Regions from separate parts of the Sus scrofa genome. Here region 1 is linked to region 2. Evidence: chromatin contacts called from public HiChIP or PLAC-seq data. All regions are on one chromosome and are shown on one strand. The core of a region is the stretch at or near the end of the contact, and the rest is flanking DNA. Distances in the headings are between cores, read along the strand shown.

Evidence for each region. HiChIP or PLAC-seq counts read pairs in DNA pulled down with a chosen protein or histone mark.
Region 1: a contact with region 2 is called in an H3K27ac HiChIP or PLAC-seq map of skeletal muscle, with 4 times the contacts expected there. The contact joins two enhancer-like sites. A contact is called at or near these places in 1 of 47 Hi-C or Micro-C datasets (embryonic fibroblasts) and 1 of 2 datasets of contacts at active chromatin or transcription factors (skeletal muscle).

Annotation. Positions count from the first base shown.
Region 1 is chr5:90,893,379-90,897,352 of Sscrofa11.1, forward strand. No RefSeq gene overlaps it. Among named protein-coding and RNA genes, the nearest start is that of BTG1, 80 kb to the left of the region's middle. Within about 2 kb of position 1,988, at least 29 of the 83 cell types and tissues checked have an H3K27ac peak or open chromatin away from gene starts, as enhancers often do. A contact at or near this core is called in skeletal muscle, where this site is marked.
Region 2 is chr5:90,569,021-90,572,994 of Sscrofa11.1, forward strand. No RefSeq gene overlaps it. Among named protein-coding and RNA genes, the nearest start is that of BTG1, 240 kb to the right of the region's middle. Within about 2 kb of position 1,846, at least 13 of the 83 cell types and tissues checked have an H3K27ac peak or open chromatin away from gene starts, as enhancers often do. A contact at or near this core is called in skeletal muscle, where this site is marked.

The sequences.
Region 1 (3,974 bases), core at 738-3,237, 320 kb after region 2:
AGTTACATGAGATATTCAACACTTCATTATAAAACAGATTTTATGTTAAATGATTTTGCCCAACCGAAGGCTAATGTAAGGCACGTTTCAGTAGGCTAGGCTGAACTGTGAAATTTGGTAGATGGGGTGTATTAAATATATCGTTGATTTATGACATTTTGAATTCACAATGGGCTTATCAGGGTGTAATCCTATCATAAATCAAGGAAGGTCTGTATTTGTGTATGTATATATACCCATATGTATGTGAGTATCTATCTATATACACATGTATGTGTATTTATCTGTACCTATATGTCTCTCCATACAGATATATAGATACACAGCCATATATATTTTTATATATATCCCCCAGATATGTGCATGTGTCTATGTATACACACATCCATATATGTATGCACATATATAATTATTAATTCCCTGTAGAGTTTCACTGAATCTTACTACTACCTACCAAACATTTGATTTAGGAGTCAAAGAGAAATTTGAACTAGTTTGGAAGGAAGACAGGTGTGCTTAAGACCCAATTGACCCAACCCTCTTTCAAACCTTTTGATCCTGTGACACTGTAATTCATCCTCTCTTCCCAACATGAACCTCATCTTTTCTTGTGGGCTTCCCTCTTGTACTACCTGCCTCTGTTACCCATCAGAGGAGTTTCTATATCCAGTTAGATTCAAAAAAAGACCACACATCTCCTGCCCATTAATTCTTTCTATAGAAAGTATCTAGAGAAGCAGCAGGCTGCCAAGTCTGGTGTCAGAGAAACATAGTTAACATGCATTTCTCCCCTGCCACCATTACTTTCTTTCACTTATATATTCCATTTTGGCATTTTGGTACCCGAGACACAATTTTACTTATAGCTACATTAAAATATGAATATCAGTTGTGGAGGTTTGCTAGCAACAATTATGCCAGTAAAATTATCGTTCCGTCTAAGCATTTCAGAAAAGCACAATTCGACCTACTCAGAAACATTTCCTAGTAATCTAGGTTCCTTTCACCATGAATTCTATTTAAAGTCATAAGAAAAAAGCAAGACATAGAAATGTAATTATTTAATCTAAAATGTGACAGGCAGTAATGGTTCTCCTTTATCCGAGGACAGTGTGTCTCATACTTGAAAGTTAACTAAAGGGCAGTGATTCTTTATGAGTCTTCCCTTGGGTGACCATTACTGAGCGTCTAAGGTGAAGTTCTAAGTCAGGGCATTCCTCCTCCCTCCCTACCCTGAAAGAGTATTAGAGAAGTGTCACTTCAACAAAGCAAGTCTGGACTCAATGCCAAAAAATTTTAAGCAAGAGAATTTTATATGCAGATTGCCTAATACAAGACAACTTTATAGTTTATAGAACATTTTTTTTAGTGTTGTTCCCTGTTAAATTTTATTATATAAGGCACATCCTTTTTTTCTTTATTTCAATCCTTAAATAAGAAAATAGAGTTGCATGAAGGAACATGATGGAGAATAGTGTGAGAAGAAGAAAAAAATACACAACACACACACACACACTCATATATATATGTATAGCTGGGTCACTTTACTGTACAGTAGAAATTGACAGAACACTGTAAATCAACCATAATGGAAAAAATAAAAATCATAAAATAACAAAAAAAGGAAATAGATTTGTTGCTTCTCACCCCAGAAACTTCTTTACAGAATCATAGGAGCTTAGAATTGCAAGGGACATTTTAAGTCAGCCGACATTAGAAATTAGCTACTTTAAACTTTTGCTAAATGCTCCTTTAAAAGACAAAAACAAAAACTGCCACTTGACACAAGGGAAAGCAAGATTCTGTGAATGCCTGAACTCTGTTTCATGTCCTACTTCTGTCTTCCTCTGAACTTTGTTTAAATGGCTTTACCAGGAGGACTTTCCAGGGGTGGGGTTGTGTGCTGGAACACGTGTAAGACTCCACTGTGCCCTGCCTTCTAGGGGGAGGTGATTTCAGCAGGGGATTTTTGCTCCAAGGATGGAGGGTGTATGTGTGCTTTTGCTTTTTTTTTTTCTTCCCCCTGCTCAGCACAGCTGGTAGTTCCCTACTGACTGGTGTTTGTTTTGGAGTCACGTGGCAAACGGGGTTTCTGCCAATGTTTATTCATTACACATTCAAATATAACACTCTAACGCCCATTCACTGGACCACTTCAGTGTTGCTATCCAATTCTCCTGCCAGAAACGGAAAGTTTATTCCCAGAGCAAAAGCTGCTTTCTTTGCCAATGCGGGTTTCATGCATAACAGGCATATTTTAGGACTGTTGCTTTTTAAAATATTAAGTTCGTTTAATCATTTCGTGTTTACATTATGTGAGATGGGTCGGTCCTATCTGAAATGTTTCTTAATTGGTACCGTATTGATTAGAGAATAACTTCCTTGTACGTGGGAAGGAGGATCACGATGCCTTCCTTCATCACTACGCTGATAGAAACGGAAGCAGTTTTACTCCTCTTTGGGGCCTCTCGCTGTGGGAGAGGCCCCAGAGATAATACATCTCTGCTATATTGTGTGGGCACAAGGCCACGTGACTTGTTCTGGCCAATGACCTGAGGATGACGGTCACTTTATTCTTTTTTTTTTTTTTTTTTTGGCCACCGCATAGGCATGTGGAAGTTCCCAGGCCAGGGATCGAAGTAATGCCACAGCAGTGGCAACGCTGGGTCCTTAAGCCACTGTGCCACCAGGAAATTCCTGGTGGCCACCTTCTACCAGAGGCTTTAAGAGCCAGTGTGAGGTCCATCCCTCTTGCTCTCACTCTGCCCCGTAACTGGCTATTCCAGGTAGAGGTCGCTTTGTCCTCTGGGTCCAGCTGTAAACACAAACTACATCGAAGCCACAGGTAACATGGGACATGAAAAAGAGATCAAGCTTTGTTACTGTGAGCCCTTGCGATCTGAAGGCCATGTGTTGCTGCAGCATAACCTGGCTCATCCTGACCAATGCAGGCTGCATACCAGAAAGAGCAGGTAGAACCTAAGTTCAAACCTTAGTCCTGCCATTACATAGTGATGTGAATTTGGACATGCCTAGGTGTCCATGACCTTTACAACCCAAACCTCAGTCTCTCAGGAGTGGGCACAACAACCACCACCCTCTGGATCTCACAGGATTGGTATGAGGCTAAAACGCATCATTTATGTTACTGAAAAGGATCATCCTGCCTTTATAACTACAAAGCCCTGGGACAGTTGGCTTTTCCCTCTTTAGTGAGTTGCATATACTGATTTTCACTTCTTTTCAACTTTCGAATAAGTAGAAGTTCCGAAGTGTATCATCCTCACAAAGTTTTATAGGCAGTTAAGCACACACACTCACATATTCTTGTCTGAGAATGGCACTTCTGACTGTGCAGGACGATTCTTTTTAAGCCTCCAGCTTTGAAAGTAGAGTCATGTTGAGCCATGTGGATACTTGCTCGGCCAGGCCAATCAGCTGATTATATTTTTTCTAAGCCATAAGGCCAAACTGCTTCCCTTTTTGTTTTTTGTTTTTTATTTTTAGGGCCGTATTCACGGCATCTGGAAGTTCCCAGGCTAGGGGTCAAACCAGAGCTGCAGCTGCCGGCCTACACCACAGCCACAGCCAGACAGGATCTGAGCCGTGTCTGCCACCTACGCCATAGCGCAGGGCAACGCTGGATCCTTAACCCACTGAACAAGGCCAGGGATCGAACCCACTTCCTCATGGATCCTAGTCAGGTTCGTTAACCGCTGAGCCACGAAGGGAACTCCCTGCTCCACTTTTTGAGAGAACATTATTAATGATAGGATATTATTATATCATTTATTTTACTAGGAAGAATTAGGGGAAAGAATATTACTTTAGAGTCATGTAGACCTGACACTTAATAGTAAATATTTATTGAATAAATGACTGAATCAACTCAAATCTCACCAACAACTTCTAACTGTGTGATCTTGTGCAAAACACTTAACCTTTCTGAGCTTCAGTTTGCTCACTTGCAACAT
Region 2 (3,974 bases), core at 596-3,095:
TATTAATTTTATGTACCAATTCTTAGCTTCATAGGGTGAGTCTTACAGCCATTAGAATGTAGACACAGATTAAATTTCACTTGTAAAAGGCTCACTTTGCTCTAGCCCCTCGTTCACGGCCATCCTACACCGAATTAATTTCCCCTATAAATACTTATCTGTGCTTAGGCTTGCACTTGTCCTTTGGTTTTTGTTGTGTTTGACCTTTATAACAATACCCTTATTTGCCCAGAAATCCCCTGTTGGCAGCACTGTTTCCAAATGAGCTCAAAAACATTAAGGCCACCAGCAATGATGCTAGAGCTAAGAGTCCCAGTTAAAAAAAGAAAAAGCAGTTCAGATTGAATATCAGTTCCCTGACCCATGTCAGCTAGGGATTAGCTGTGCATTTTATCAAGTTAAAAACTCACAAATTTCTGAAACTCTTTTACTTTTTTATAATACCCTATAACAGTGCTTCTCAATCAAGATTGCCTATTAGAGTCACTCGGGGAGTATTTGGAAATTCCAATACTCAGACAGCAGCCCACTCTAATTAAATCAGAATCTTTGTGTTGGGAGCCAGGTATCATTGTCTTTAATGGTATTCCCACGTGCAGCCAAGTTTGAGTGCCACTGCTAACAGCTTTTGTCTGGTGTGTAATTTCTACCCATTCATAGCAGAGCACATAATTAAAATCCTTAAGGAACTCCATCCCATCTTTAGATAGGAGCGATAGAGAGTGCATCGCCTAGGCTTTGCTAAGTTCAGTTTGCCTGCTCAGTGACTCTAAATGTTGATTAGGCTCCGTCATTTAAAGTGAAGTTCTAAGAACAAAATTTTAATTGTTTAGTTTTTCTTGAAAGCTCAGCTGTGTAGGCAACAGTGGCTTCTCCCCATGACAAGCAGCTGGTGCTGGGTAGCAGCAGATGGCTTTAGAGGGGGCCGGTGCTTCCACCTTTGCCCACAAGCCTCACTCACTAGCATCTCCTGTCTGCCCTATAGGAAGAGTTCTGGACACCTGGCATTGTTCAAATTTGGAGAAGTCTTTCAAACCTTAGCCTCTTCCATGTTAGAACGCAGGCAACTCCAACTTACTCCGGAGAGGCTTCTTTGATTGAAATGGTTCGAACAGTCCCTTAACCCCTGGATTGTTTAAAAGGTGATTGGGTTTCTCTCTTAGGTTCTCTGCCAGCTCGTTTTGCAGCCGCCCTCTCTCTCCCCCACCCCAAGAGAGTTTGTTCTGTTCTTTTGCTTTAAAAAGAAAACAAAGTGTGACTACACATCTATTCTCCAAAGACCACAGCTTCTCAAGGCTGAGAGCCAGATGCCTGTTTTGTTTTCCATCTAGAGCTGTACATGCAGAGAAAGTCAGCGGTGCAAGGCCCTTCTGCTTTGACCTTCCAAGGGCTGAATGCACAGCTAGTCAACAGTGGAGCTGAAAATAGAACCCAGGACTTTCAAATCATTGTTCTGCTCACTGGGCTGTGCTTCCTCCCATAAGAACTTGGTTAAACAACGTCCTGTTTTGCAAAAGTAGAAATCATATACTTGTGAGAAATTGGATGCCGAAGAAATACAGGCCCCACCCTCAGGAGAGATGGCACTGTGGCATCAAAGAAGCATGAATTCATTTCTAGCCCTGCAGCGTATAGACTGGATACGCTCAGAAATGTGTGTTGAATCATCATCTTTGTAGTGTGTGCCATGTCGAACAAGGAGTCCTCACTGAGGGCCAAGCGTGTATTCACCTAACAACCCACGGAAAGGAAATGTAGAATGTTGGAAAGAGTATCATGAAGGTGACAGGACGCGTGATAGAGGTGGTCAGGGACCTGGAATCTGAGTCGGGTGGCTTTTTGAGATAGGGTAGCAAGTGCTGTGGGAGGGACCAGAGGTTAGGTAACCGGTGATTCTCAGCTTAGGGATGTGTGTGGCCCGCAGAGAAGGGAGCAAGCAGATCTAAACAACAGGAGGATTAGGATAACCGACCCTTTCCAAAGCTCCTAGGAAGAGTTCAGAGCTCGCTCTTTCGTCCCACCATTTTGCAGAGAGCTCCTCTCTCCTTTAGGGAGATTGCATTGGCTTTCAGGAAGGCAGGAACCATGGGGTTCTCACTGCTGTCGCCCCCGCAGGCCTAGCACACAGCCTGTTCTGGGAAACAGAGCGAGCCAAGGACCCGACCTTCTGAGTTCCAGCCCTGGCTCTACAATCTCCCACCTGCGAGACTTGGGGCAAGTGACTTTGTCTGCGTGTCTCAATTTCCTCATTTGCAAAACAGACATAGTAATCGTCGTTCTCACCTCCAACAGTCACTGTGAAAACTGAGTTACTGCTTGTGAGGTTCTTAGAATATAGTACTTGGTACATAGTAGGCATTCATTAAGTGTTAGTTATTGGGGGCTATCAATACCTAATTTATAAATAGTCTAGCTAATAGTATTGGAGAGACTATGCCACGTGACTTGATAAACATTTTGCATGGATTATCTTCATTCTAAAAACAAGTACACAAGACAGCTTCTTTTATTGCTTCATATTACGGATGAGGCACTGAAGCACTCAGGGGTGAAGTAACTTACTCAGGGCCACACAGCTGGTGACAGGAGAAGGATTTGAAACTCTAATGGTCTGAAACCACATCTTTCACCACTCTTCTGCCAGTGAAGCTTGTATTTCCTAGGAGGTGATAGCTGCTTTATGATATTCTTTTGAGGCTCAAACATAATTTATTGACACTCTGAAAGTATTAAAAATATATCTACATATGTGAGGTGATGGTGATGACTAATAAACACACAAGAAATCCGCTCTCATTAGCCTCACTTAGCATCTCCAAAGGTGTTAAAGAGAATAATTGGCTTTAGGAACCAAAGAACAAGGAAAACTAGTCATTGCAATAGACCAAAATGCAATTTGATATGTGGGTGTCACCTATTCAAGATAACAGCCGTTGAATAAATTAACAAAAGAGCTTGTTGAGAACTGAAGTGACATGATCTTTCCCTTGTTTCTTGGCTGAAATGTACCCAGTTATGATACATTTTATTTACTTAGGTGCCTTGATCACTGAGTGGTTTTCTCAGCCATAAATATGAGGGGAAATGGTGAGATTATTTTTGTTGCAGAAATTATTTGGAGTGTTCTAGTGTTCTGGAAAGCAAACCAACCTTGAGGTTGGGAAATGAGGTTTCTGGCTGTGGCTTCATTATCAAGTAATTCCCTCTAGAACTTGAAGCAAATCTCTTAGCCTTTTAGAGCCTCAAATTTCTCTGTTTGAAAACAGAGCTTTGGATGCCACTGATTTATAAAATTCCTAGTTCCCGTGGAAATCTTTGATTTCCTCCCTCCTGGAAATTTTTATTATAAAGCATACCTTTTCATATCCCCACCCCCGTATATGTATTTAAACCTTTTTGAAATCAGATTATTTCAAAATTAAACCATACATTAAACTTACATCTTTTTCATCTTCTTCCCCTAAAATATTGTCACTAAATTGATAGCGTATCTTAGAATTAAGTCAAAGAAGTAGACCCAAGCATAAACAAACAACATAATAACCACTGCCACAAACAATAGCTAAAGCTGTTCCCAAGGCTTGGTTGATGTGTGAATGGACTTGTGTGCTGAAAATTAGATAAAAAGCACTTAAAACATCGCTGCTGCATAATTTCTTTAAAGCTCAATCTATCATCCAAGGAATGAATTGTATTTTCTCCATAGGACCTAAGATCCCAGGATTTCCTGGCCAAGGTTGACAGCACTCTACCAGAGACAAATACTTATAAAAACTAAGATGCCTCAGTACACTGACTCTGCAGTCTGCTGTATGTACCTGTGACTAATCTGTCTGAAGCCAAGTCATTTCTTTGTAGTCAGCTAAGAACACCAAGGGGCCCTTCTTTCCTCCAGGCACATCCACGTGGGAGAACAGCTGTTCTTTGTTTCAGGAAAGGACAGGGCAAAGGTTAGTTCATGGGTAGAGTTTCCT